Regions from separate parts of the Mus musculus genome. Here region 1 is linked to region 2. Evidence: chromatin contacts called from public HiChIP or PLAC-seq data. All regions are on one chromosome and are shown on one strand. The core of a region is the stretch at or near the end of the contact, and the rest is flanking DNA. Distances in the headings are between cores, read along the strand shown.

Region 1 (7,562 bases), core at 23-2,522, 300 kb after region 2:
TATGTAGCTGAGGGTGAGCTTGACCTGATTCTCCTGCATTTATATACCTCTCACGTGCTGAAATTATAGATATATACTACCATCCCTGGCTTATATGGTGCTGGAGATTGAACCCAAGACTTCGTGCACACTACAAACTGTAAGGCAAGCACTGTACCAACGGAGGTATTTCCCCGGTCCAGGAGTAGTTGTCTTTAAGAGTAATGTCTTTACTTTATATTTGCCCACTGACTGTCTAGAAAGGAAGCATCTAACTAGAAATAGCATTAAAATCATCTAATCAGAGCTAAAGCTTTGTGTGCAGCTGGGGCACCTGCATCGCCACAGACTCAGACTCTGTTGTCACATTCCTCAGCCCCCAGACCCCCTACCCACTCACTGTGTGCCACCAATGTTTCTCTTTGGTAAATGATAGACATTTCCCTCTCCTTGGCAGCTTCCCTCGAAATATTATCAGTTCTGCCTCACCATTCCCGATGCTAAGGAAGGCTCTTCCTCTTGTGGCTTTCCAGTCTTGTCGCCAAGCTTGGACAGCTAGGATCCCTCAGCGGTACTTTGTCACTTGGCTCTTGAGGCTTGTAGATTCGTCTCCATCCCACTCACACCTCCCCCTCTTTCCCCACGCAGATAAACTTGGAATCGTTTCTCAGGGGCTGTCTAGAGGGTATGCGAAGGACACCAGTTTAGGCTACTAGAAGGAGCCCGTTCCCACGGCTGGAATGAAATCTGTGCCTTTGGGGGTTCCCTCCTGTCCTGTTCGTCTTGCTGGGACCTACCGCACGCCATTTTATCCCAGCATCTCGGAATAGAAAGTCGTCCGTCACACCTGCACATTTTATTACAAGTCTGTTGTTTGTTTGCTGGATCCGGATGGGGGAGGGGTGGTGGGAAATTCAGAGTCAGAGGAAAGCTGTCTCTCAGCTCAGTTCCTCTGCTGCTGCGGGCTCCATTCCAGTTGGTGCAACAAGAGATCGGGGCCTGTGTTTGCTTTTCTTGGCATCTTCAGAGGTGATGTCTGTAGCTGAAGACACTGGGGCTGTTGCCAGAAGCCCTGCTGGAGCTGGGACTGTGTGATTCCAGGTTCTAAGATCTCATCTACTCGCAACGATGGAGAACATTTTGATCTTGGCAGACACTCTCATGCCGGCACTCCATATCCACCGGGTTCTTCTTCTCCTGGCTTCTCAGACCCCGAGCAGAGCAGCAAAGTGACCTCTGGACACACACAACTGGGCAGCAACACCATCTCTGGAATTCCCGGTGTCTCCCTGGGGAACTTGTCACCGTGGACACAAACATGATTACAAACTGCTAGTGACCTGGCAGCACATTAACACAGTCCCATGAGGGGAAAGAAGAGCAAAACTTCCTTTTCTGGGAGCTAGCCCCACCGTCCTGCCTATGTCACACCCAGAGAAGTACAAGTTTCAGCCATGCAGATGAGCACCAGGCTGAACACAGCAAAACAAAATTCTCTCCTTGACAGGAAACTAGTTCTGCCTTTACAGCCCAGGGCCTTGAGCTATCGCCTCCGATGCATGTCTATACTCTGGCCTACTCCTACCATCTCTGGCATGCTTGCTGTGTGTTTTCTGCTATGCCTTATTTTTTTCCTCAGAGTCTTGTTTAATTGTCTCTCCGATTTCCATTGACTTCTTCCCTACTGCCGATGTTTGTAACCGGGATTGGCTGCATAAATATTTCCAAACCATCTCAGAAGTGTTGTCGCTGATGAGAGCAGACAGAAGGCATTTCCAAAAGTATAAGAACATGGATTTGGGGGTGGGGGGGTGGCTTCTCCTGCAACTGAGAGAAGGAAAGTTATATTGCAGAGTCCGGAGGAAGCTTGACACAATCCTCCCACACTGTCCCTGCATGTCCTCATGTGCGCATTCCTTAAAAAATACTGGGAGCTTACCTCCACGCTCGTTATTTCTCCAGCTGCTGGTCCTCACCTTCTGGAACTGACTTATGGCCAGCAAAGATATCAGGATGAGCCCCGTACTACCGGGTGGTAACTGCACATTTGGGAAGACCTGGAGCATGAAGCAGAACTCTGTAGAGAAACTAGGCCTAGCGGAACTTCCCCCTCCTACTTAAGAGCTTTGGGATTTGTTTTCACTTTCTTTTTTTTTTAATTTAAGTTTGTCCTAAATAGATAATCTCTTCTTGTGTCTTAAATTCAAAAGTATAGGGCTGGAGAGACAGTTCAGTGATTGCAAGCATCTGCTGCACCTGCAGAGGACCTAGGTTTGGCTCCCACCATACAAGTGGCAGCCTTCAACCATCTGGAACTCCATTGCAATAGAATTTAATATCCTCTTCTGACCTCCACTGACAGCAGGCATGCCCAAGGCATAGGTAAACACCCAGATACATAAAATAAAAATAAATCAAGTATACATTAAAAGGTTCACTAAACAATTTCATCACCCTGGCTCTCCCATCAATGGTTTCCTTCTACTTGTATGTAGGTTTCCTTCACTACAAGCAATTTGCCAGAAATTTAGCTGCTTAAAACAAAGCCTATGTGTTACCTCACAGTTTCTATCGGCCAGAAGCCTGAGCAGTGTTACTGGGTATTCTGCAGAGTTGCTCAAAGTGTAATAGAGGGGCCTTGTGGATCCGTCTGGCAGCATGCAATACCAATAGGAGGACACTTAGACAGGCTGAACTTGGAGAACTCAAGGACGAGGCAACGGTCAGTGAGAGTAGGAGGGTGAGGGGATGACTTCGGAGACTGAAACTGTCTGCTTTTGGGTGGTTTGCTTGGTTTTTGTTTTGTTTTGGTTTTTTTTGTTTTTGTTTTTGTTTTTGTTTTGTTTTGTTTGTTTGTTTGTTTGTTCAGTGCTGAAGCCTGGACCTTGAGCTTGCCAGGGAAGTACTCTGCAGCCTTTTGTATTCTTCTTCGGGAGAAAGTTCCTCCTGGTTAGCAAGAGTCACAAAACTTTTCAGCCTTACTCTCCTCTGGTTCTTCCAAATTCTGCATGGCTATCCCCAGTGTTCTTGGAGTCTCCAAGCTTTAAATACAGGAATACATCGTACTTTTGGTAAACCATCTGTGAATTTTGAAAAATGCACAAAACTATGTGATCAGCACAGCAGGTTTGCTACGGAACAGGCTCGAGACTCCTGAAATGTTCTCTCAGGCTGCTGTTAGGACTTCCCAAAGCAGAACGTCCCATCTGCTCATCTGGATCTTTGCCTGCTCCAGAATTATGTCATATACACGGAATCCTGCTGCTGTGGTGTGTGATTCTGTCCTCCTTGGTTCATGTGCTGAAACCTGACTCCCGATGCGTTTGTGTTAAGAGGTGGGAACATGGGGAGGTGGTTAAGTCACAAGTGCAGAGAATTTACAGGTAGGATCAGTGTTCTGATATAAGAGGCCCAAGGGCCCGCAAGGTGGCTCTGCAGGTAAACGCACCCATCATCAAGCTGGGTTACCTGAGTTCACACACTCACGCACACACAGGGAGTAAACAAAAAGGTAATAAAAGAAAGGTTTCCTCCTCTCACAATGGGAGAACAGACACTGGTCGCATCACCAGCAAGCAGCTGGCCTTCAGTGGACGTTGGTCTGCTCTCCTGGAACCTGGACTTCCCTGCCCCCTGATCTGTGTGAATTAAACACACATTATTTACAAATTACTCAATGTGAGCTGCTGTGCCACTCTTGCCCTCAGCTACCTACCGTACAGCCTTTGAGCCTGGCTTCTCCCGCTCTACACAGTACACTGGAGGATCACTCGTGTTGTTAGATGTAGAGCATATCGCCTCTTCCCTTTTCCTGCTGATCGAGTGCTGTCAGCAGGGCCTGTCACTGTTTGTACAAGTGAAGGTTATTTAAGAGGTTTCCAGATTTCAGTTACTAAAAACATTGCATTCTTATCTGCAACTCTGCAACATACAGACCCCCGCTCTGTGTGTGTATGTACATGATTGTGTGTTTGTGTGTGTGCGTGTGTGCATGCGTGCCCATAGTTAGTTAGATATACACTAATAGATGTTCTTTTGTTTTTAGCCAATATATAGGCACTGTATAGTGTAGTCTAGCCTGAAGCTCACAATAGCCCTGCCTCCACCCTCCAAATGCTAGAATTATGGGAGTGAGCAGTCACATTCAGCTTCCTTGTATTCTCGCCTCTCTTCCTTTCCTTTCTCTATTTTCTTTTCCTCTCTCATCTCTTTCTTTTCTTCCTTTTCTATAAACAACCAGTACACTTTTTTCACTGCTAGTAAAACACAGTTGATTTTTCAAGATATGATTTTTATGCAATATATACTTCCTAAACTTAATTAGTTCTGGGAGCTTTTGTAGATATCTTCCTTTTTAAAAAAAGTTTTTAAAAATTATTTTTAATTATACAAATGCCTGTCTTTGTGTATGGGGGGGAGGAGGGCTGCACAAAAGCATGAAGTACCTGAAGAGGCCAGAAGAGGGTGTCAGTTGTCCTGATGTTTGTAAGCTGCTCTACATCAGGGCCAGGAGCTAAACTGGTCCTCTGCAAGAGCAGTGTGTTCTCTTAACCACTGAGCCATCTCTCCAGCCGCACCTTTAAGCTTTCTGTGTTAATAGAAACAGTTTTCGTTTCTTCCTCACTTGCCATGCCTTATATACCTTCCCCTTGCCTCATCTCATTGATTGGCTTCCAATAGAGGTGCCACTCCCTGATAATCAACCATTGAAATCTATAAGCCTATGGGAGCCACTCCTATTCAAACCACCACACCATCCTACATGGGTGAGTTTCATTTTCATTTTGTTGATGATAAACAATACTAAACTTATCTCAAATGTTTAGGCCTCTATATTGTATACTTACACTTATATAAATACACGTGTATGTCTTCTGAGAACTGAGTATCCAAATCATCTTTTACACTTTTTATTTATTTATGTACTGTGGGGGAGGGGGTACATACACATTCCACTGCATGGCTGTGGACGTCAGAGGATAACTTAAATTGGTTCCCTCCTTCTACCATGCTGGGCCCTGGACTGGCATTCAGATCATGAGGCTTGGTGGCAAACACCTTTACCTATTGAGCCATCTCACTGGCTCTGAATTGTTTGATTGTTTTATGTATCCTGGATACTAATCTTTATCAGATGGAGATTGCAAATATTTTCTCCCAGTTTCATGTTGTCTCTTCACATAGAAGTTTTGTAGCTTGAGTTAATCCAGTTGGACTGTTTGCACTTTTTTTAAAATTCACATTACATCCCAATATCAGCACCCTCTCTCATTGCAGTGCCCCCTCACACAGATTCCCCCCCCCCACTTCTCTTTCACCTCTGAGAAGCAGGAGCCCTCCTTGGGTATCAATACCCCCTCCCCAGCACATCGAGTCACTGCAGGACTAGGCACATCCTCTCCCACTGAAGCCAGACAAGGCAGCCCAGTTATGGGAATGAAATCCACAGGCAGGCAACAGAGTCAGGAACAGCGCCTGCCCCAGTTGTTAAGGGACCCACATGAAGACCAAGCTGCACATCTGCTACATATGTTTGGGAAGCCTAGGTCCAGCCTATGCTGGCTCTTTGGTTGGTGATTCAGTCTTTGGGTGTCCCCAAGGGTCCAGGTTAGCTGACTCTGCTGGTCTTCCTGTGGCATCTCTGTCCTCAACTTTTCCATAAGATTCCCCAAGCTCCATCTAATGTTCCGCTGTGGAGTCTCTGTATGTTTCCATTACCTGCTGGGTGGAACCTCTCAGAGGACAGTTATGTTAGGCTCCTCTCTGCAACCATAATAGAATATCGTTAATAGTGTTAGAGATTGGTTCTCATACATGGGATGAGTCTAAGTTCGAGCCAGTCATTGGTTGGCCATTCCCTCCATCTCTGCTCTATCTTGAAGGCAGGACACATTTTGGGTCAAAGGTTTTGTGGGGTGAGTTGGTGTCCTTATCCCTCCACTGAGAGTCCTGCACAGGTACAGGCAGTCGCCAGTTCAGGATCCATATCTTCCACTGCTAGTCTCAGTTAGAGTCACCCCCATAGACCCTCAGGAGACTCCCCACATCCCAGGTCTCTGGCACATCCTAGAGGTGTGCCCCACCACCACCACCTACCTCCAATTTCTGGTCTCTCTTCCCTGCTCTCCCTACACCCAATCCTTACCTTCACTCCCTTTCCTATCCCCCATCCCATCCAGTTCCCTCCCTTACTCAGGATATTTTCTAGTTCCATCCATTTGCATGCAAAATACATGATGTCTTTGCTTTTAATAGCTGAGTAGTATTCCATTGTGTAAATGAACCATTCTTCAGTCAAGAAAGGAACATCTAGGTTGTTTCCAGTATCAGGCTATTATAAATAAAGATGCTATGAACATAGTTGAGCAAGTGTCCTTCTGGGATTGTAGAACATCTTTTGTAAGCCCAGGAGTAGTATACCTGTGTCCTGAGGTAGAACTATTCCTAAATTTCTGAGAGACCACCAAATTGATTTTTAGAGTGGTTGTACAAGTTTGCACTCCCACCAGCAATGGAGGAGTGTTCCCCTTGTTCCATACCTGTGACAGCATCTGCTGTTCTTTGAGTTTTTGATCTTAGCCATCTGATGGGTGTAAAGTGGAATCTCAGAATTGTTTTGAGTGGCATTTTCCTGATGACTAAGGATGCTGAACATTTCTTTAAGTGCTTCTCAGTCAGTAGATACTCCTCTGTTAAGGATTTTTTTTTAGCTCTGTACATTTTTAAAGTGTGTTACTCGGGTTGTTGGTGTCTAACTTCTTGAATTCTTTACATATTTTGGATATTAGCCCTCTGTCTGATGTTCAGTTGGTGAAGCTTTTCCCCCAGTTTGTAGGCTGTTGTCTTGTCCTATTGATGGTGTCCTTTGACTTCCAGAAGCTTTTCAGTTTCATGAACGGCGTTGATTAATAGTTGCTTTTAGTGCCCGAGCCATTAGTGTTCTGTTCAGGAAATTGTCTCCTGTGCCAAGGATTTCAAGGCTACTCCCTAGTTTCTTTTCTATTAGATTCAGTGTATCTGATTTTACATTGAGATTTTTGATCCACTTAGACTTGAGTTTTGTGCAAGGTGATAAATACAGATGAGGGAAATTATAATAAGAACTCGAGAAAGAAACCTGGAGGTGGGAGATGTTGTAGAGGCCATGAAGGGATGTTGTTTACTGGCCTGCTCATCATGCATTCCTCAGCCTACTTTATAACATAACCCGGAATACAAGCCCAGGGAGGGTACCAACCACAATGGCCTGGACCCTCCCTCATCAGTCACTAATGAAGAAAATGCCCTGCAGCCTGATCTTATGGAGGTATTTCCTCAACTGAGCCCCCTCCTTTCCCATATCTCTAGCTTGGACCAAGTGGCTGTAGACTATCCAGCACAGATGACGTCATGGCCGCGTACACTACTCGTTGTTCCTTTCCCTTGAAAGCTTACATGGTACCTGCAGAAGGGTTTTTCAAAACATTGTCTCTTTCGGCAGAAAACAAGCCTTCCTTTCTAATAAAGCTTTCCCCGTTAATCAAGCTCTCCATTAGATCAGGCTGGGTGTGTCTGAGTGTACCTGAACATAATACTGCGGAAAA
Region 2 (7,384 bases), core at 2,514-5,013:
ATAATTTTTCATTCTTCCAATGTAGAATCTGGCAGTAAAAGACACAGAACAGAATCTCTACAGTCAGCAACTGTTCGAACCCAATCTTCGCTTTCTCACTTAGGCCTTTTACTTTCTTTAAAGATTTTATTAGGAGTCTGGGTCGTCAAAAGTCTGTCTCCTGTGTAAACATTCTGTTGTTCAGCCTTTTCATTTGATAGTGTTTTGTAAATACTTTTCTCTTTTTTCCTATTTGCTAAACTTATGTGCAATTGCTACACATTCTACCATTATAGGGATCCAAAGGAAGTGTGTCTATAGTACTCGGGTTTTTTGTTTTTTTCTTTTTAATCCCAAAACTGTCAGTAAAACAAATACCCTCTATATAGATATTTACATTTATCCATTTCAATTTTTCTTAGATGGGATCCCTATTAAAACCTAGTGAGTATTGGCATTTCTTTTCCAAATATATTTATCAATTTATACTATTACCAGTCATACTTACAGGTTCCAATGTGTGCTGTTTTTCATTTTTATCAGTAGGAAAACTATTTATCAGTTGTTTCCTTAATCTATACCTTAGTGATTACTAATACTAAATATTTTATCAGTGACTCATATTTCTTCCATTACATATTAGGCATAGCTTTCTCTCATTTTTTTAAAATGGGCCTCAACTCTTGTCTGATTAATGGCAAATTAGCCCAAGGATAAAAATCTTACTCATTTTCTCTATAGTTTTCTATTTGATACAGTCATAGAACTTTCTATCATTAGTGGAACTAAGTTCACTAAGTTGTCTTTGTGGGTTTTTTGCATTTTCTTAGAAAGTCCTCACCTATTCTGACCAGGGTGAGGTACTCTCCCTTATTTCCATTGAGTTTCATGGTTGCTTTTCTTCCGGCCTTGGATTAGCAGTGATTTACTACTCAGTGAAAAGCAGAGGAAAAATGATTTCATTTATTTGAGCTCCTGTGAACGGCGGGCTAGGAAAAAAAAAATGCCATTTCACTCATAATTCTTTGGCCCTTATTTGCAAGGCTGGCCTGAGTTGCTTTCTCTTTTTGTGGGATTTATATAACTCACCAGTTGTTTCTTTTGGCTCCTCTGCTTAGTTTAACTGAAAATCTTCTGGGCAGATGCCATTCAAGCTCCTGAGCTTCACCCATTAATAGCATTCAATGGCCATCAAAATGCTTATCACTCCATGTTGTCCTTCCTGTCGGTATCGGAAATGTTTTCCTCTCTGCTCCCCGAGTCAGTCCATTGATAGAAAGTGTTCAGAGACTAAGGCAGTATTAATGCTAACGTTTAAAGCACAAAGCTCGACTTTAGCTAAAACCATGAAACCATGTTAACTTGGCTGTACAAACTTGCGCACAATATGCACATCCATGTGCATTTGCTAGCAATAAGTGGTGTGTGTGTGTGTGTGTGTGTGTGTGTGTGTGTGTGTGGTACTTAGCAGCTCCCTAATCTTAAAAATAGGCTGAGACAGAAACATGATTTGGGATCTCAGGCAGACTGGTTGAGATCATAGCTGTGTAAAACAGCTGCCAAGAGGAGCCCGACTAGGGAATTGAACAGATTAGGTAACTCAGAAATTTAGACATTTCCCCCCATTATGTTTCTTGTTGCAGTTTTGTAATAAAAACACGAGCAAACTTCAAAGGAAGCTCTGTAGTAAAGGTTAATTGCCACTAAAGAAGAGGGTGGGCCCAAGCACCAGTACTTTGTGCCCAACTCCCAGGCAGACAGGAAGGATTACACGTGGCTGAACGCAGACGATGTGTGCCCAGCATCAGGAGAGGGAGGCTTAGCCAAACCTCAGGCCCCACCAGGGACCTCCAGGGAGTATGTGAGCATAGAGCCATGAGTCTGTGAGTCCATGCACGCTTACCAGTGGTCGGGGAAGGGAGGGGGAAGACTGCAGTTTCCTTTCCAAATTAAAACAGGACATGCTCTCCGTCCCTCCTCAGGACAATTCCTGAGTGGTGACAGAGGCGTGCTGATGAGAAAGCAAAGGACCTCAGGGGCCAGCTCTTCTCCACCAGCAGCAGAGCCCTCCACTGAACATGTGAGGAAAGGGAGGAGCCCAGGTAATACCAGATGCACAAACCGAGCAATGAACTGGCCATTGAAGCACTCTGTGAAAATGTCCCCAGGAAAATGAAATTTCACACTCCCAATGAAAGGAGGAAAGGAAACTACTAAGATGAGGAAAATAGATGCTCATGGAGCTGACAAATAGGCTGTAAAGGATTCTATGGAAATCCAGCAGCATAGATTTGGAAGCAGAGGTCTGTCCTATAGAGGTCATTGTCTTAGAGAGGTCACCCATGGGCAGTCTTCAAAGCACCATGATCCCAGAAAAGGGTGAAAGGCAAACACTCGTCATGTTTCAACTCTGGTCCATGTGTGTGACATCTGAGTCTCTATGGCATATTTGTGCCCTAGCCTGCTGACATGGCTTGGCATGTGGAATTTTCCTAATGGTCTTTCAAGCTCCTTTGACTCTCAGTGTTTCAGTTAGCTTCCTTGTTCTGACCTAATCCATTTCTTCCCTCTGGGCCTTGCTACCTGACAGTATTCAAAGCACTTCATTAGTCTGCTGTCAGAAAGATCCAGAATGAGAGAGGGTTGGGAGAGGTAGCAACAGACAGGGCCAAGAGTACAATAGGAATTGAAAACAAATAGCAAATATATACATAAATATATTTCTCATATTATGGTATAGGCCTTGCTAAGCTTCTCTTAAATGGCGATGGAAAGAAATTGCTAGAGCCTTTTGGCATCTATTTACAGAATCCAAGAAAACAAAATAGAGACACTAACGTTCTGTGGGTAAGGCCTAGAGGGAAAGCATGACCTGGTTAATGTTTGGTATATTTTGTTGTTGGTGAGCCTAGTCACCAGTCTATACTGGAAGGCCTGGTAGGACCAGACTCCTTACATGCCCGTCTGTATTCCTTTCACAATGCAACATTTGCCTGAACTCTCTTTTAGCACTACAAAATTTTAAGAGATTTTTGGCAACCTCTGACCTACTGGCTTTTTTTCATAAGCCTTTTATATCCCCAAAGTGGCTTTGCTTCCAATCCATTTAAAGTAGAATAGAAATGCCGGTATTTACATCACAGCTTACTGGCAGGTCGCTTCTCAGGCATCTGCAGTGAGCAGAGTACGGCCTTTCAGCGTTCAGGCCCTATCTACAGCAATTATTTGCCAGCATATCTAAAAGAAGGCAGGCATTTCCTGCTGCACACAAATGGGACACTCTTATCTAAATCACTGTTTAAACAGGTATTTAAGAAAACACTATCACAGGCAGGAATTTACTGATGACGGAACACACTGGTTTAGGGCTGGACTGGATGGTTAAGGACTAGCCATTGTCAAGAAAGGAAGTATATCAGCATGAGGAAGGTATAGAGAATATTTCACAACTCCCCAGGGGTCAAGATGGAGGATCATAAACTTGGGAAAGTGGCCATGAAAAAGGCAGTTGCCTTGAGGTTTCCACCCGGTAACTCCTCTGAACCCTGGAGCCACCTGAGAGGAAGAGCTAGCGAGTTGGGCCAGTTTGTGTCTGGGACCATTCCACTGAAGCCATAGCAGATCCCCATAATGAAAGCTGGAGAACTGCCAAACTGGGCATGCCAAAAGCTTAGAAAATGTATTTCCTGGAAAGACACTTTGAGAATCGATTGGCTCTCCCACAATCCGTAACCTAGGCGAGAGCGTGCTCTGGCTCCCCAGCCCTGCTCTAGCCAGTGCAACTGGAATTTATTCCCAGTGGAGGCTTATAAAGCTGGGCTGTTATTCTCACATTAAGTACACTGCCCTCTGGTGAGGGCTGTGGTTTCTGTGTGGGCAGAATGTGTGGTTTACTATAGCTAATTTGTTTATGTTGTTGACGGTGGTTTCAGAGGAAAGCATGTTAAGAAGTGATCTGATTGGCTTCTTTACCAAGACCGTTTAAAGGTGGCTGAGACATGCTGGAGCATTAATGCGCTGTCACTAATGGGGAACGACTGGTCTCTTTGACCACGGATGTGCTTCACTGGGTTCTGCGTGGGACCTGAGAGCCGCAGTCTCTTTATGAGGGTTATCTAAGTGTGGCTTGGTGGCTCTTGCCAGAAGTACTACCGCCTTGTCTCAGAAGGGGAGCTAAACACTGAAGGAAAAAGTCCAGCCATGACTTCCCTCGCAAGGACACTGAAGAATAGTATATACTGAGAGAAGAGAATCAGACTGTTCCCAGAAGAGGAAAGGCAAAACCTTCCTGGAAGATGGCGATCGGGAGGAAGTAAAGGACCCTGAGAGCCTCACTTCGTGCTTAAGCCAGACTGCGCTGTCTGAGACATGAGTAAGGAGCTTGCGTGAGCTCAGGTCCATTCCACAGAAGAGCTCATGGAGACCTTCCCTACAGCTACAACACAGAAGAACTTTCTTCCAGCCAGGAGTCCTGCATAAGGAAAAGAAAATACTTATGCATGGCTGGCAGAAGAGGGGGTTGTGGCTTGCTGAGAAAGAGGAATGCAAGCGGGCAATTAAACATCCACAGCGCCACACTCGGCTGGAAAGGAAGCAGAGAGTACCCCAAAGAACAAAATTTCCTTAGACTCTCAAACTCAGGGAAGTCTTTTTCTGTTCTGTTTTTGGTCTTGTTTTGTTTTTTTTTTTTTTTTTTTAAATGAGAAGTTGATCCTTGTTATCACAGGTTTGTTAATAAAAGGACAACAGTGATTTGTGTCCTGAGGTAACATGATGAGGAAGGTCCCTCCAGTAAGATCAAACTCTGCTCCATTGTAAATACCATATCTCTGCTGTTAAAAACAAGTCTAGATGTTGCCAACGAGCACAATCTGCCGGCCCATTCTACCCTCTAAAGGGCTGCGGATTGAGTTTTCCGACACCCACCCCATCATGTGAAATGTGAAATCGTTCAAAATTGTGGGGATGGAATGTGACTGAAAACATAAAGGAAAACTTTGGGGTTTTTTTTTGTTTGTTTAATTTCAGAAAACATTATTCATTTTTTAAAACTTTTCAGAAAAATATGAACAGATGTGTGTGTGTATATGTATAGGCATATATGTGTGTGTGTGTGTATGTGTGTGTGTGTGTATGTGTGTGTGTGTGTATGCCAGCCACACTTATGATTGAAGAAGGGGTAATTTCAACATGGTTAAGTGGTAACACAAGCTAGGTATTTAAGGGAATGATATAATATGACAACTTCATAGACTACCAAACCCTGCCTGGTGTCTGGGAATTGTCACTATCAACATGTGTAATAACTAGTAGCATTAGGTGGTCTGTACAGTATCCTTCCTGCCTCGTTGAGTCACACAGTGTAAGACAGTTGATGGGCACCAGGCAGTGCCTCCTAAAGACAACTGACTTCTTATGAAAGGCATCCAGGGCATCTTCTGCATAAATTACTATAGTTTACACCAAGAGAAGATTATGAATGTTTGCGAGGCTAAATTTATTTACAAACTAGGTCTAACTTATTTATATGGCTGGCCCAATAGGCTTTTGTTGAAATATTTATGCTATCTGTTCTTCTGCCCCACTAAACTCTATCACAATCATAAACACTGTTGAAAAATGATTCGCAGTTAGCAGGATTTAAACTGCCCGTTATATCCCAAGCTAGTGCCAGTAAACTTTTGCACTGGTTGATAAGGTTTCCTCCATGGAATAAATATACATTTGACTTTCAAAATCTTTGGTGAGCTCGATGCTATGAAAAGTAAAGGTTTAAACAGATGTTCTGGGCACCACCTATACTGCATGAATGCTTCCACTGCATGTTCCCATTGACACTCTGGGGAAAGATCGCAAAGGGGTCCAGGTTTAAATCCCTTCCTAGCATTCAAAGTGGGATCAGATGAACAACTGTGGAGGTTGTAGCCCTCTCCAACGATGCTGCCACTTGGGCTGATTTGTGTGCCCATTTGAAGCTACTTTTCCAGTAACATGTTGTAACTAGTGTGTCACAGAGCTGATAGAGACAGACCAGAAACCAAAGACAATAAAGCTTCCTCCATCTGGTAGTTTAGCATTGATCAGCAAAGTCAGGAGGTGGTAGGAGGTATCTGGCCATGCAGCAGAAGATGACTAAGTTGAGGTTCAGAATCATGAAAAGTAGAACAAGAACTGTATTTACGCTCCTGTGTAGCCAGGCATCTCCAGCCTTAGACTGACGAGAACCATATGCCATTGGCCTTTTGTATCTACAAACTCTTCACATCCAGAGATCCAACCAGTAACAGATGGAAGATATTCACACATATGGCAATGCCTCTACTGAACTCACACACTTTCTCTTCCTGTCACTGTTCCTAAGCAATTCAGTGTGACAACAAGTATCTAAATGGCTTTGGCACTGCAGTAGCCATTGGAAGTAACATAGCAACAACTTAAAGTTTACAGGAGCATTTGTGTAGGTTAGAGGCAAGAAATGTTATTTCATTAGAGGGAAATATCAAGGGACTTTGTCTTCAAAAGTCTTCTCCGATTCCCCCAACGCCTCAGGTTCCAAGGAACAGCAGTCTACACCAGTTTATTGCTTTGGGGTTTGTTTAAGGATAGGCCTCTTATTTTTAATTATTGGTAGAAACAACTTTGTATCATGTGCATCTCAGAATAACATGAAGAGGAACATAGGAATTATTTACCTTGCTGAGGCTACAGATAACGCAGAAACTGACAGTGCCAACAGGTTCACAAGTGGCATGCTCACTTGACTACTACAGGATGAGCCAAGAGAAACCTTCTCAGAGGAGGGGTGTCTCTGTTATATAACGGAGGAACATGCATTGGCCTGTGATAGACCTCAGTGAGAAGGACTGTCCTACAACAAATGGTGTAGGTCTGCTTTACAGCATCAGTGTACCTCCCAAATGCTGTTTAGAGCCTAAACTATGACTCTCATCTTCTAGCTGCAATTAGATGCCCTTCCAGGTAGACCAGATTTAGGTTTAATTGGTCTCAGAATAGTTGATGTACTGAGAGAAAAGACTGGCCAGACTAGCCTGGAAGTAACATCCATCCAGAACAAAAGTTAGTAGAAAATGGCAGCCCTGTTGCCTACTGGTACCCCATATTTCCATCAGATGATGGTGCCCTGCACCAGGACTACCCATTTCTGCTTACAATAGTCAAACTGAACAACAGCTAACTAGAAAAATGCACCAGAGTGCTTTTTTTGTTATTTAGTGTGATAAGAAAAGATAATTTTAAAGGACTTAGTCTGATAAATATTCTTTTTCTTTCTTTCTTTCTTTCTTTTATTTTGGGGGGGGGGGGTGGTTTTTTTTGAGACAGGGTTTCTCTGTGTAGCCCTGGCTTTCTGGAACTTACTCTGTAGACCAGGGTGGCCTTGAACTTA

The links. HiChIP or PLAC-seq counts read pairs in DNA pulled down with a chosen protein or histone mark.
Region 1: a contact with region 2 is called in an H3K27ac HiChIP or PLAC-seq map of heart atrium, with 6 read pairs. The contact joins two enhancer-like sites. A contact is called at or near these places in 1 of 39 promoter capture datasets (3T3-L1-derived adipocytes), 1 of 115 datasets of contacts at active chromatin or transcription factors (heart atrium) and 1 of 9 other capture datasets (adipose tissue).

The regions. Positions count from the first base shown.
Region 1 is chr3:30,545,964-30,553,525 of GRCm38.p6, forward strand. No RefSeq gene overlaps it. Among named protein-coding and RNA genes, the nearest start is that of Mecom, 40 kb to the left of the region's middle. Within about 2 kb of position 1,273, at least 31 of the 459 cell types and tissues checked have an H3K27ac peak or open chromatin away from gene starts, as enhancers often do. A contact at or near this core is called in adipose tissue and heart atrium, where this site is marked.
Region 2 is chr3:30,242,923-30,250,306 of GRCm38.p6, forward strand. The region is part of intron 1 of Mecom (MDS1 and EVI1 complex locus); the gene reads right to left. Among named protein-coding and RNA genes, the nearest start is that of Mecomos, 230 kb to the left of the region's middle. Within about 2 kb of position 3,764, at least 51 of the 459 cell types and tissues checked have an H3K27ac peak or open chromatin away from gene starts, as enhancers often do. A contact at or near this core is called in adipose tissue and heart atrium, where this site is marked.